2 separate regions of the Macaca mulatta genome follow, and region 1 is linked to region 2. Evidence: chromatin contacts called from public Hi-C data. All regions are on one chromosome and are shown on one strand. Each heading gives the region's core, a stretch centred on a gene start, on an enhancer-like site or on the middle of the called end of the contact. The rest is flanking DNA. Distances are from core to core; before and after follow the strand shown.

Region 1 (2,989 bases), core at 200-2,699, 40 kb after region 2:
AAGTCCACCGGGTAACTCTGAGAACCACTGATGTGGAGAAATTACCTGGTTATTTGCCATCTCTCCTATAAGACCAGTGATTCTCAAACTCTTTCTGCCCATGAGAATCACCTGGAAGCTTTTTAAACACACAAGTGGTCAGCCTGTCCTCGGAGCGATTCTGACTGAAGTGCTCTGCAGTGGAACCCAGCACGTTTATTTACTTTGTTTTGTAAAGTTTCCCAGAAGATGCTCATCAGTAGCCAAGTGGAGATTTACTCAAGTCATCTGTCAGCTTCTAGTGGACAAGCAATCCAGTTTTTTTTTTCAAGTTTATGTCCTACGCACCTAAGGGGCTTAGCCTAGAGGTGCTCAGAGAATATTGGATGAATCCATTAGCGAACCCATCAGTAAATAATGGATCCTGAGTTCAGATTTCTCCAAACGTAAGATCATTAACTGCACCAAACAAGTCCTCAGTGCGCGCGCGCACACACACACACACACACACACACACACACACCCACCCCCCTCCCCCGCTTACCTGTAAAATACTCTACTTCTTTCTCCAACTCTTGGAAAATCTCATCTGCCTCAGCTTTAGCAAAGAGGACCGTGTAACTGCAGTCCAGGCCCTCTGCCCGAATGTGCCGCCAGCTGGGGCCTGCTGAGTGTCCTCCATTCCCCGGGGCCTCTCTCCTGGGCCTCTTCCTTGTGCTTTCTTTGTCTCCTCCCAACACAGCTGGCTCTTCTCCAGTCGGCTCTTGCTTCTCCCGCTTCCTCAAAAGGCCCCCTTGAACCCCTTTCACCAGGAATCTGTCCATCCCGTCCCCACAGGAAAAAAGGGACGTCAGTGGCGAGGCCAAGACAGACTGCTCAAGTTCTGTCCCCGGTGTAAAAATCTGTTTGTCCAGGGGGTCTCACAGCAACATTTCTAGTTTCACATTTTCAAGTTTAAAACCACGTCCTAAAAATGAAGCAGAAGATGTTAAAGCCGGAAGGGACCCTAGGGACAATCTGATCCAGGGTCTCCCACGTCCACCTGTGCATCAAAATCAGCTGGCTAGCCTGCAAAAACCCAGAGGTCTGCACTCCACGCCCGAGCACCTGAATTTTTAAAGAACTACCTCCTGGGAATTCGCATGCCACAGCTAAACTTAGAAACTACAACCCAAACCCTCATTTTGCAGAAGGGGAAATTGTTGCCCACAGAGGGGAAGGGGTTTGCCCAAAGTCAACTGTCCACCCCTTTAAGGAGGAGGGACCCGTAACTGACCTCGCTGCCCCCCACCACTGTTAAAATAGATCAGTCTAGTGATGCTCAAGTGGATACGATTCAGAAACGAGACGCAAAGAGGTTAAACACGGGTAAACCGCACGCCAAATTCTTGTTCTCACTGCAACACATGCGTAGGGTGGGGGTGGCAAGAATGCTCCAGAATCTCAGCTCCAGCGCTACTCTGAATCCCGCAGGCAGCCCGGGGGCCCTGGGGGTGGGAAAGACGCGCCCCCGCGAATCAGTCGCGTCACTTCCGGAGCACGCTGGGAACTACTGCCGGCAAGGGCGCAAAGCGAGCAGCCGGGCGGCCCTCTGGTGCCACCTGTCGGCCCTCCCCGTGCGTGGCAAGCACTACCGCTTTCCAGTTGATCATCTGTTGGGCCACTGTTGAGGATCACGGCTGGGGTGAGAAGTGTGGCTTGGTGTTACTTCTCACTGGGGGTTACTTTGGTGTCCGGAAAGGGCGTTGGGCCACCAGTATATTGTCGCGAGTGGGAGCAGAAGTTCTGTAGTCGAATATCGTGGCTTCTGTTTCTGTCTCCTCCGCCCTGGCTGTATGGCCTTCCACAGATCACTTAACCTCTCTCGGGTTAAGCTGCCTCATCTGTGAAGTGGGGACTACAGCACCTATGTCATGAGCACGCCTGAGGAGATGACGGGATGCATGAGAAATGCCCTGTCCTTTAAATAAATGTTGGTTCCATTATTGCTCGTTTTTCTGTTTTTTTGCTTTTTGATATTGTTCTTGTTTGTTTTGTTTTTTTGAGACAGGATCTCACTCTGTTGCCCAAGCTGGAATGCAATGGCATGATCATAGCTCACTGCAGCCTTGAACTCCTGGGTTCGAGCGATCCTCCCGTCTCAGCCTCTGGAGTAGCTGGGACTACAGGCACATCCCACCCCACCCAGCTAATTTTTTTTTTTTAATGATTTTTAGTAGAGATGGGGTCTTGCTATGTTGCCCAGGCTGGTCTCAAACTCCTGGGCTCAAGTGATCCTCCCACCTGGGCCTGCCAGATTGTTGGGATTATGGGCATGAGCCACCACAACCGGCTCCAAATTTTATTTACTCTCTGTCTCCCCTCAATGGAACGAAAGCTCCATGAGATCGGAGGCTTTGTTTTGACAGATTTCAACAGATGTACAATATTGTATGATCACCACCACAGTCAAGATCTAGGACAGTTCCATCCCTCCATAAAACTGCTCCAGCCTCTTATTGATCAACTTGCCGCATCACCCAGCCTCAGCAACCACTGATCCGTCTTCTCTCCCTGTAGTTTTGCCTTTTCCAGAATTTCATATACATGGACTTGCCATGGTTTGAATATCTGTCCCTCCAAAAGCCGTGTTGAGATTTAATCCCCAATGTGGCAGTATTGAGAGGTGGGGCCTTGAAGACGCCATTGGGACATGAGAGCTCTGTCCTCATAAATGAATGACTAGATTAATGGACTCACAGGTTAATGGACTAATGGGTTACCATGGGAGTGGGATTGGTGGCTTTATAAAAGGAGGAAGAGAGACCTGAGCTAGCACACTCAGGCCCCTCGCGATGTGATGTCCTGCACGGCTTCAGGACTCAGCAGAGTCCCCACCAGCAAGAGGGTTTTCACCAGATGCAGCCCCTCAACACCTCGGACCTCTCAGCCTCTATGAGAAATACATTCCTTTTGTCAATAAATTACCTGGTTTCAGGTAATCTAAGAGACAGAAAACAGACTGAGACAG
Region 2 (2,822 bases), core at 99-2,598:
TGTGCCATTGCACTGCAGCCTGGGCAACAGAGCGAGACTCCGTCTCAAAAAAAAAAAAAAAAAAAAAGAATGTAAATTATCTCATCAATAATTTTCACATAGAAATGACAACATTTTTTGTTTTTCTTTTCTTTGTTTTTGGTAGCCATGGATTCTTGCTATGTTGCCCAGGTGGTCTTGGACTCTGGGCCTGAAGCCATCCTCTCACCTGGCCTCCCAAAGTGCTGGGATTATAGGCATAAGCCACTGAACCTGCCCCAATATTTTGAACATATTGGGTCAAGGAAAATATACGGTTAAAATTAAGTTTACTTCTTGCTTTTTTTTTTTTTTTTTTTGAGATGGAATCTCACTCTGTCACCCAGACTGGAGTGTAGTGGGATGATCTTGGCTCAGTGCAACCTCCATCTCCAGGGTTCAAGCAATTCTCCTGCCTCAGCCTCCTGAGTAGCTGGAATTACAGGCACCTGCCACCACACCCGGTTAGTTTTTGTATTTTTAGTAGAGACAGGGTTTCACCACTTTGGCCAAGCTGGTCTCGAACTCCTGACCTCAGGTGATCCACCAGCCTCATTCTCCCAAAGTGTTGGGATTACAGGCGTGGGCCACGGCGTCTGGCCTACCTCTTGCTTTTTACTTTAATGCGGCTACTAGAAAATGTAAAATTACCTATGTGGCTCCTGTATACTTCTGTTGGAGAGTGCTATTCTGGGGATACACGCACTGAACTGCCAATCTCTGTTTCACCACTTACAAGTTGTGTCAAAAAACTTACTATTTCTTCGAATTTCTTGGGTTCCCTGGGATGTAAAATGTGGGTAATGTTAGAGTTGGTGTGAATATTAAACGTAAATAATGTGACATACTTAGCTCTATACCTGGCACCTAAATAAACAATAAGTTTGTTAGCTATTATTATTAAAGACGTTGATTTCTCTACTGATATCGTCAGAGATGGGCCTCATGCTCATTAAAGTTCCTTCCTCTGCGACCTATTTCCACTCTGGCCACAATAATAACTAATTATAGCAAAGGCCTGACCCGACTTTCGGCCGTTGGCCTCCTTCTCCACACCGAAAAATTCAAATCATGACCCAGGGTCCATCCTAGAAGTGTGCCATCTGTATTTATCAATGGAGCCTAAGCAAATCTGAAAACCAAGCACCCCAGGCAGCTGAGCCTCGCTTAGCAACCGACGCTGAGGTCTGTTGCTAAGGGAAAAGAAAGAAAGGACGTGGTCCGTCAGCTATTGCTCTCCGGAGGCAGCTACTTCCGGTCCCCCGGGCCCTGTCCTGCGGTCTACCTTCCCCCGAGGTACTGGGCCTGCGGCCGTAGGTTCCGCTGTCTCGGGAACCTTCGTAGCCCTCGGTCAGGCGGCGGCGGGGGCGGCAGTAGCGGCGGAGGTGGCTTCAGGCCTCCGGTGCGGCTGCAATGCTGAGCTCACGGGCCGAGGCGGCGATGACCGCGGCCGACAGGGCCATCCAGCGCTTCCTGAGGACCGGGGCGGCCGTCAGGTGAGATTTTGGGGGGCGGGGCGGCCGAAGAGGCCGGGACAGGGTCCCCAGCTTGGGCCCGTGACGGCTTTTTCATGCCCTAGTTGGGGTCTCCAGGGCCCGCGCGGGCATTCCGGGAGCTTCTGCGTCCTTTAGGGTTGGAGGCCTGGGCCTGTAGGTGGGAGGACTGACGGGCTCCAGTCCTTCGGCAACAACAATTCTGTCTGCACTCCCCGGGTCCGTCTGTCCCTCCCCCTCCTGTCATTGTTCCCAGGACATCCAGGGCCCTCCAGTCTTGTCAGGGCCCCTAATTCTGTCAGTGCCCTCAGTTCTTTCAGTGCCTCCTAGGCCTGCCAAGACCCCTCAATCTTTCTAGTATACCCCCAATCCTTCTGGGTCCACCAATCATATCTGCCAGGGGTTCCCCAATCTTGGCGTGGTTCTTCCAGTCCTGTAAGTGCCCCGGGCCTGCAAGCCCCGCGTTTTGTTAGTACCGCCCCCTATTCCTGTTAGCCCGCCCTCTAGTCTAATATGGATCCCCACTTCTGTCTGAGTCCCTGATGTTATTAGTGTGAGTAAAGGCCCTTGTTTTGCAAGGGTCTCTAAATTGGTCAGTGCTTCTTTAACCTGTTAAGGCTGCTTGTTCCTGTTAAATCCTTCCGTTCTTGTTAGGACTCCTCGATTGCCTGGGTTCCCAATCCTGTCAGGGCCCCCATTTCCTTATTCACCCTCCCAAGGGCTCCAGGCTTCAGAACTGAGTACCCCCTCCCCCACTGCTGACCCCAAATAACTGAGACCTGTTGCTCAGGTCGGCTTCCTCTGGAACTGGAGCAGGTTTAAAGAGCTTATTATTCCAGGGCTAAAAGGCCTCGATACCTATCCTGTACAGTGCCCCCATTCCGTAGGTGGGAAGTGTGGCCCCATAGCTGACCTCATAGCAGAGTTGGGAGGAGAAGCCAGATCTCTTCACCCCCAGGCCCCACCACTCTTCTCGTGATGTCATTTTGCAGAGGAATGGAGTTTCCAAAGTCGCCAGTTGTCCCTGGGTATTTTTTCCTTATGCTGCTAAAGTCATGGACAAGTCCTCTCTCCCATCCCCTTGACACTGTTTCCTTCAGTTTCTGTCTTGAACTTTGTGGTTTTAAGCACAGACTTGGGAGACAGACACGCATGATTCAGAGCCATGTTCGTTCACTCACTGTGACCAAGTTGGTCTCTTAGTTTCCTCAGTTATAAAAATGAAAGTGATGGTATAATCTGCTTCTGTGGGATTGTTTAAAAAATGAGGTAAGACTGTCACAGTGCCTGGCATAGAGTATGCACCCTTAA

Evidence for each region. Hi-C and Micro-C count contacts between places; a contact is called where the count stands out from the background.
Region 1: a Hi-C map of liver shows a contact between it and region 2, with 6 times the contacts expected there. The contact joins the promoter of ALKBH2 here to the promoter of USP30 in region 2. A contact is called at or near these places in 2 of 14 Hi-C or Micro-C datasets (CD4 T cells and liver).

The regions. Positions count from the first base shown.
Region 1 is chr11:116,225,922-116,228,910 of T2T-MMU8v2.0, forward strand. ALKBH2 (alkB homolog 2, alpha-ketoglutarate dependent dioxygenase) reads right to left here and starts at 1,450. Exons shown (of 4, transcript NM_001194765.3): 1 at 1,378-1,450; 2 at 524-946. The coding sequence starts at 803.
Region 2 is chr11:116,185,669-116,188,490 of T2T-MMU8v2.0, forward strand. It overlaps USP30 (ubiquitin specific peptidase 30), which reads left to right and starts at 1,349. Exons shown (of 13, transcript NM_001257829.1): 1 at 1,349-1,514. The coding sequence starts at 1,432. It overlaps LOC144333031 (a long non-coding RNA gene), which reads right to left and starts at 2,703. Exons shown (of 2, transcript XR_013401337.1): 1 at 2,425-2,703; 2 at 1,326-1,491.